2 separate regions of the Zea mays genome follow, and region 2 is linked to region 1. Evidence: chromatin contacts called from public Hi-C data. All regions are on one chromosome and are shown on one strand. Each heading gives the region's core, a stretch centred on a gene start, on an enhancer-like site or on the middle of the called end of the contact. The rest is flanking DNA. Distances are from core to core; before and after follow the strand shown.

The links. Hi-C and Micro-C count contacts between places; a contact is called where the count stands out from the background.
Region 2: a contact with region 1 is called in a Hi-C map of tassel, with 4 times the contacts expected there. The contact joins the promoter of LOC103645896 here to the promoter of LOC100382090 in region 1. A contact is called at or near these places in 3 of 25 Hi-C or Micro-C datasets (bundle sheath, ear and tassel).

What each region holds. Positions count from the first base shown.
Region 1 is chr2:7,916,919-7,921,204 of Zm-B73-REFERENCE-NAM-5.0, forward strand. LOC100382090 (Organic cation/carnitine transporter 4) reads left to right here and starts at 2,270. Exons shown (of 3, transcript NM_001174852.1): 1 at 2,270-2,696; 2 at 3,634-4,286. The coding sequence starts at 2,333. LOC103645893 (protein SDA1 homolog) reads left to right here. Exons shown (of 15, transcript XM_008670617.3): 13 at 137-268; 14 at 365-472; 15 at 636-925. The coding sequence ends at 785.
Region 2 is chr2:8,094,058-8,098,343 of Zm-B73-REFERENCE-NAM-5.0, forward strand. LOC103645896 (S-locus-specific glycoprotein BS29-2) reads left to right here and starts at 2,284. Exons shown (of 6, transcript XM_008670619.4): 1 at 2,284-3,882. The coding sequence starts at 2,496.

The DNA.
Region 1 (4,286 bases), core at 1,020-3,519:
TATGTGGATTTTGGATGGCTTATAGATCTACAGTATTTTTTTAAAAAAAAGAAGCTAATTTTGGCAAAATAAAATTGTTCACATTCTGGTCTTAGATGGATCATTGATGTTCTAACCGAATATATTTGTGTTTCAGGCTAAGAAAGAAGCGAAGCTGGCTTTGGCTCAGCATGGACTAATCAAGGGTGTCGACACAAGGTCTGTAACCTTTAAGATGCCATCATCTGACCAGCTCAGCAGGAAGCGTGTCGATCCACTTGAGCTTGAGGTGCTCTCCTTGTACCTTTGTCGCGCACTCACTCACTCACACAGTGACACACATGCAATGCACACGCTTGACACTGAATAAATTTCGTGGGGGCAGGCTCACGTCAGGAGAAAGATGTCCAAGGAAGAAAGGTTGGCGTTGGTGAAAGCTGGAAGAGAGGATAGAGGTCCTTACATGGCAAGGGCGGCCGTGAAACAGAAAAAGGTAAGCATCCTGGCTGTTGGCGTGTTCGTTTTGTGGTGGTAGCATGTCTTTTTTTAATTCATACCGTTCCCGCGAGTGCATCCTTACCATCAGGATCGCCGATCGCCTAATCGTTTCTTCCATAACCTCGTCTGATTGTATGGATTATAATAATGCCTCGCAGACCGGTGGACTGAGCAATAAGCAGAAGCAGCACAAGAAGAGGATGCCACTGGCAGCGACTAGAGCCAAGGCAGCACGTTCCCGGCAGGAGAAGAAGCAGCAGCGCAAGCGCTCCGGGAATCAGTTCAGGGGCCGCAAGGCGTGGAAGTGAGAGAGCCTCTGCTGCCGCTTTGCGATTCATCTAGCCGAATGGCCAATTTTTTTGACTCTTTGTATCTTCTTCTGCCAGTTAATGTTTCCATATAATACCTTGATTCTATGAGAATGCTTTTCCATATTTCGCCGTTGGTATCTGCTCCGGTCCCCCCCTCCGTATGGTCCTGGAATGTGATTCGTCTTGGGCTGAAAGCGAGTAGGAATTCCCTGTCGCATTCCAGTAGAGGTCAGAGGCACAGCCCAATGCGGACGACGCAATGACGAGGGCTGCGCAAGAGGCCAAGAGAAGCGTCGGGAGGAGACCCGATGCGATCCAATTCAGCTATCCCCGGCCCAGGCCACCGCGCCATCTACTATTGCCGCCGTGTAGTGCCAAGACCTCGACCGCGCGCCCTCGTGGCCGAGCCAGAGCCCAGGGGATTCGATTCCACAACGGGGCACATGCGGGGGGCCGTGTGCGTGTCAGTCGGATCTCCGATTCAATTTTTTGAGGCAGGTTGGTGCGTGGTTTTGGTCACAGGAGATGGCATCGCCTGCATCCGTCCGGCGGATCTGTCTGTTTCCCCGCCGCGCCGTACGTGCGTTGGTGGACAACCCCACACGGTAACTGATGAAGTGGGATGGGTTGAGTTTCTTTTGTTTACTGAGGTGATAGCTAACTGCACGAAGTTAGGAAGGACAAGCTCGTCTCATTGGTAAACAAGCAGCTCCTCCCTGTCTGTCTTCTCGGCAAGCAGACGAAAGGCGTGGAGCTGATCGTCCACATGACGCGTCAGCGTGTCCCGAGTCCGGACAAAGGCGGAGCCAGGAATTGTACCTATAGTAGTATATATGACGGCCAGTCAAAGAGATACACACACATCCGATACTCATGTACATCGATAAGACGATAACCTACTTCTATCTATTTTTTTAAAGATTTATTCTAGTTTATAATGATACAATACTACTACTATTCTTCTTCTACTAGATGACTGACTGGTCGATAGCGAGGGTGTAGTATATTTTTAAAAAGAATACCAATCAACCCCTTTTAACCTTGACTTATGTTATATATATGAAGATGCTCACATATATACACGCACGCACTGACGCACACTCTTATGGATAGATATACATACATCCATCTATCCCGTGGCCAAGCTAGAGTGAAATAGAGAAAGATGCAAATATATGGTAAAAATCTAGTATGAATCACTAATTTTGTAAAATTTCGTGGGTGCAAAAATGGCTCTAAAAACAGTTTACGAAGGCAGATATCTAGATGAGACTTAACTATAAGTGAAACCATGCATCTAAATGCTCTCTACATGCCTTCAGTTCCAATTCCAAATCTGATCTAGCACCAAAAAAATCCCACGAGCAAACATTTGGCCAGCCGTGACACCAAAAAGGCAAAAATCAACTAATAGCGCAACCGGGGGCGCGGCTACAAGTACAGCTACAAATAGCGCCCCGCGACGCACTCGGCGCCCGGAACGCAACGCAGCGGCAAAAGCGACACTGCCAGCAGCGAGCGGGTGGAACCAGACCAGACCAGACATGTCGACGACGGAGCCGCTCCTCTCGGCCGGCGCCGAGAAGAAGAAGGGCGGCAAGGGTCCGCGCGTGGGCATCGACGAGGCGCTGTCGGCGCACGCGGGGGAGTTCGGGCGGTGGCAGCTGCGGCACTTCGTGGCCGTGTCGGCGGCGTGGGCGCTCGAGGCGCTGCACACCATGGTGATCATCTTCGCGGACCGGGAGCCGGCGACCGTGCCGGTGCCCTGCGCCGCCGCCGGGCGGGAGTGGGCCGGTGGCGGCGGTTCAGGCGCCGCTGCGTCGACCGTCGTCGAGTGGGGCCTCGTCTGCGGCCAGCGCTACAAGGTCGGCCTCGCCCAGGCCGTCTTCTTCGCCGGCTGCATGATCGGTCAGTGCCGTGCTAGCTCGCCGCTGCTGGCCACGCGCTCTAATCCATTCGTTCGTTCCGTTTCGCCGTGCCGTGCCGTACCCCTGCGTGTACCTGGACTGGAATTCGTTTCCTGCTCGTTCGTGGTTACTAGGGAGTAGTAGTAGTAGTATGTGTGGTTCAGGGCAATAATTCGCGTCGAATCGGTATCTAATAAAGCTGCGGCTTGGCATTTTGGGAACGACAGTTGGGTGGGGAATGTAAAGCACGGGCACTTCGAGCTTGATTATTCGAGCCCCAGCATATTCGGAATCGGAAGGGAGCGCGACGACAAGGCACAAGAGCGATCTCGTGGACGTGTACTCGTGTTGCGCTTCCGAGGCGGGCGTCGAGCGAGTGCTTCGCTTCCGGCGTGCTCGGCCACATGCACGACACGAGTGCCGATGCCGACCTGCTGCTATGCGCTGTCGACAAGGTTTGTCTGACTCTGATCCGATCAGATGGACGAGATGGTCATCTTCTCGGTCCACAGTCCTAGGCAGGCAGTGGTCAGGTTGGTCATGTCTACTAGCCGTCTAGGCAGGCATTCCAAAGCTATACGAGACGGCCCTCTTCTCGTCAGCCACCGATTGGTCTAGGAGACGGCCGCCGTAGCGCGAGGTGACACGCGTGGAGCAGATTTCCTCACCGTAGCTCGGATACGTGGCTGCCCCCGCCGCGCCAAGTGCCACGCCAAGGCGGCTGTCACGGCTCATCACCTCAGCCAATCAATATCGCTTGCATTGACACAAGCATCCAAAAACCCACTGCATCACACAACTACACAAAAACCAGGCTACGGGCTGGGTGCCTCTTTGGGTCTTTGGATGGGCTACTTTTCCAGCTAGACACACGGCCTCGTCCAACACGTTAACTAACTGTCTTCCTCTGCATGCAATGCAATTGCAATGCAATCCAGGCGCGGGCGTGTTCGGCCACCTGTCGGACTCGTTCCTGGGCCGGAAGGGGGCGCTGCAGGTGGTGTGCGTGCTCAACGCCGCCTTCGGCCTCCTCACCGCGCTGTCCCCGAACTACTGGGCCTACGCGGCGCTGCGCCTCCTCACGGGCTTCAGCGCGGGGAGCGTGGGCGTGCTGGCCTTCGTCCTGGCCACCGAGCCCGTCGGCCCCGCCCGCCGCGGCGCCGCGGGCATGTCCACCTTCTACTTCTTCTCCGGCGGCATCGCGGCGCTCGCGGCCGTCGCGGCGCTCTTCCAGGGCTCCTGGCGCGCGCTCTACGCCGTCACCTCGCTCCCCTCGCTCGTCTTCGCCGTCGCCGTCGTGCCGTTCTTCGTCTCCGAGTCGCCGCGGTGGTACCTCGTGCGCCGCCGCCCCGACGACGCCCTGCGGGTCATCCGCGCCATCGCCGCCACCAACGGCAGGGCCGTCCCTGAGGATCTCAGGCTTAAGCTCGACGACGAGGAGCCAGGGAACAAGGACGTTGGTGGGAGTACGGCGCATGCGGCGTCCTCGGGCTCCATCGTCGACGTGTTCCGGTCGCCGACCACGCGGGTGCGGCTTGTGCTCTCCGTGCTTATCAACCTCCTCAGCTCGGTGGTGTACTACGGCCTCAGC
Region 2 (4,286 bases), core at 1,034-3,533, 180 kb after region 1:
GTCATCCACCGAGCCACATCGAGCCAGATTGGCTTGTTTCCAGCCCTAACTTGTCTAGTAGAGTCTGCTTCCACTACTTCAGCTGACGGTCCTGATGTCCCCTCTTACACCACTTGGGGTTTGTTCGCTAATAACATGTTCGATGTTAGGGGGAGTTTTTGTACACTATCTCTGGCATTGGATATATATTACAATGACATGTATTAGAGCAGTTGTGCAGAGTATAAGATTTTTAGAAGTTGCTAAGAGGACATATCAGCTGGTAGGAATATGGATAAACTTGCTAGAGTGTATGAATCTATAGTCTATTCTAAAATTGGGTGTAGTGTGTAAAAATTTCTTTAACTTCCAATTTTAAGGCTATTTTGGAAACTCACTACCGGACATAAGTTCTTTGCCGAGTGTCCCAGACACTCGGCAAATACTATTTTACACTCAGCAAAGCTTTTGCCGTCAAAGGGTTCTTTGTCGAGTACGTTTTTGAACACTTGGCAAACACTTTGTCGAATGTAAAAAACACTCGACAAAAAAAACACTCGGCGGATTAAGAATCACAAAAAAACCCAAAAAACAACAAAACTCTGGTAGGAATATGGATAAACATGTTAGAGTGTATGAATCTATAGCCTATTCTAAAACTGGGTCTAGTCTATAAAAATTTCTTTAACTTTCACTTTTAAGGCTAGTTTGGAGACTCACTACCGGACATAAGTTCTTTGTCGAGTGTCCCAGACACTCGGCAAATACTATTTTACACTCGAAAATCCTTTGCGGGCAAAGGGTTCTTTGCCGAGTACTTTTTCGGAAACTTTGACGAGTGTCAGAAAACACTCGGCAAATTAAGAATCACAAAACACCACAAAACAGCAAAACATTTTATTCAATTCTCACCATTTTTAATCAAATTTACATGTTTTGTGAATGGTGTGAGATTCGAACTCTCAACCCCTCTCTCGCGCGTATAACCTCCTCTACCACTGCATACACTACTATATTATAACGAATTCTGCCTATATTACGTTTTCATTACGCATGTATTATAACAAACCGAGAGTAATTTGATTATTTGAGGCACTAAACAAATTCAATTGAAAATGTTGCCAACTATAAAGTTGCATAACTTTTCAATACCTACAAATTCTATTTTGATAGTTTCTACATCCGAGGCCGTTTACAAAATTTTAATTTCAAATTTGAAAACTTCACACAATTTTTTCTAAGATAAAATGATTTCAAATAATAAATATCAATTACAAAGTTTCATTACATTTCAAGACCAACAACTATTATTTTGGTGGTTTTTCCATCTGAGGTAGTTTGAAAAAATCGAATTTTAAAATCGAAACATAGTTTTGCATGACATGATAATTTCAAACCAAAACATTGTCAACTACAAAGTTTCATAACTTTTCAAGACCTACAACTTTCATGTTGGTGGTTTTTCCATTCGACGTCATTTTCAAAATTCAAATTTATTTTTTAAAATTCAGAAGTAGTTTTCGTTGACAAGATAACTTCAAACGAAAAAGTTGCCGACTACAAAATTCTATAACTTCTCAAGATCTACAAAGTTTATTTTGGCTGTTTGGTCATTTGTTCATCTCACATGACAGTTCTAACATTATTCAGAAATCTTATACATTTCTCTTGTAGTTTCATAAACTACAAGAGAGATATAGGTTTTATGAACAAATTTACTTTTATTTTGTCATATGAAGAAATTATCAAAATATAAATTGTACATCTTGATGAGTCATACAAATTGTAGTTGAAAACCTTTTCATTTGAATTAATTTAACGCTTTAAAATGTGATTTTTAAAATGTCTTTGTCTAGTTGTTCTTTGCCGAGTGTCAAAAATAAAACACTCGGCAAAGAGTTTATTTACCGAGTGCTCGAAAAAAAACACTCGGCAAAATATTTGGTACTCGACAAAAAACCGAATTCTGGTAGTGACTTAAATCACTTCCGGGATTCCCGTAGAAAGTCTAAGTTTTCAAACTAGTCATTAAAAAATAAAAACAAGAACAATATTCTATTTGCATCACCCGTTGTGCTAATACAAGCACGCAAGCCTAGAAAATCTTTTGGTAGCTTCGTGAAATGTTTGGGAGTCAGTGAAATAGAAGAGATTGAAGAGGCTAAAATCTCTTTGTTAAGGCTAATTTGAGAACTATATTTTTTCTCAAGGTTTTTATTTTCCTAAAAATAGTGAAAATTGAAAATGTCATGGAAAAATAAAGTTACTAAACTAGCCCTTGTTTAATTTTAAATAACGATGAGATTTGAAGCCCTCCGACATCTTTCATTCCTCTCGCTGTCAAACAAGGCTTTAGAACCCTACACAGCGGTTGCTCTAATTATCAGCGGGAAGGGTTACTGCATATAATTTGGTTTGTACTAGAGGAGGACCAATCAAGTCAGTCGGCAGACAACATATAAGGTAGACGTTCGTTATTGTACCGCCTGTGCGGAAACTAACAGCGTTCATGAATCATGACGAAGACGAACACCATGAGAAGCCACGACCTCCATGGTTACAGCCACCGCCACCTACTCGTACAGTCTTCAATCCTGCTTTTCCTCGGAACTTTTTCCGCCGCACAAGCTGCATCCGACATCCTCAGCAAGGGCAGTAACCTTACCTATGGCGAGACCCTGGTCTCCGCTAACGGGTCGTTCACATTAGGGTTCTTCTCTCGCGGAGTGCCGGCAAGGAGGTACCTGGGAATCTGGTTCACGGTGTCCAACTCCAGCGGCGACGCTGTATGCTGGGTAGCGAACCGTGACCACCCTCTCGGCGACTCTTCCGGCGTGCTGGCGATCAGCGATACGGGAAGCCTTGTCCTGCTCGACGGCTCTGGCCGGGCGGCGTGGTCTTCGAACACGACCGCCGGCGCCGGCGCCGCTTCCCCAACGGTGAAGCTACTCGAGTCCGGCAACCTCGTCCTGCTGGACGGGAACGACGGAGGAGTCGACGACTACGGCGTCGTGAAGCTGTGGCAGTCGTTCGACCACCCGACGAACACCTTGCTCCCTGGCGCCAAGATCGGCATCAACCTGTGGAGCGGCGGCGGGTGGTCACTCACGTCGTGGCGTGATGCCGACGACCCCTCGCCGGGGGAATTCCGGTACACGATGGTCAGGCGAGGGTTGCTGCCCGAGATCGTGACGCTGGACTCGAGCGACGCCATCAAGTACCGCACGGGAGTGTGGAACGGGCGGTGGTTCAGCGGCATCCCGGAGATGAACTCGTTCTCGAACATGTTCGTCTTCCAGGTGACGGTAAGCCCGAGCGAGGTCAGCTACAGCTACGCCGCCAAGGCCGGCGCGCCGCCATCCCTGTCCCGCGTCCTCCTCAACTACACGGCTGACGCCGTGCGCGTCGTGTGGTGGCTGGACAAGCGAGGGTGGGACAACTTCTTCACGGGGCCGCGAGATGACTGCGACCACTACAACAGGTGCGGGCATTCTGGCGTGTGCAATCATACTGCAGCGTCGACGACGTGGCCGTGCAGCTGTGTCCAGGGCTTCGTCCCCGTCTCGTCGTCGGACTGGGACGGGAGAGACTCATCTGGCGGGTGCCGGCGGAACGTGTCGCTGGACTGCGGCGACAATGGCACCACGGACGGGTTTGTCCGTTTGCCGGGAGTGAAGCTGCCCGACACGCTCAACTCGTCGCTGGACACGAGCATCACGCTGGACGAGTGCAGGGCGAGGTGCCTTGCCAACTGCTCCTGCGTGGCGTATGCCGCGGCAGATGTGCAAGGCGGAGGCGATGATGTTGGCACTGGATGCATCATGTGGCCTGAAAACCTCACTGACCTACGCTACGTGGCTGGAGGACAGACCCTGTACCTACGGCAGGCTACTCCCCCATCTGGTATATACCAACTCCTCAACTTTCATTTTTTTTTTTGCTTTATCAAGCCCTTATTTAATTTAGCTGTTTGGCTGCACTGGATGTATGGTCCGACATGAATTGGGGATAGTGTGGGCCCAAACTGGTTAAGTACATGGACCGTGCTGGTCGGCCCGCGGACCTCTAGCAAGGCTCAAACACGACCCGTCAAGCTATTAGTCGTGCCGAAACGGCCACTAGCCCAACGGTTATAATATGTCTATCATATTTAAATAGCAAAAAAGCTAACAACATGTATAAATGAAAATTTGAACCATAATTGCTATCTAGAAAAGCCTATTTACACCTACTTAACCGACAAAACATATGTATTATTGTGTTTTACAGTTTATAATCATGTGTAATATAGACATTTTAGGATCGTC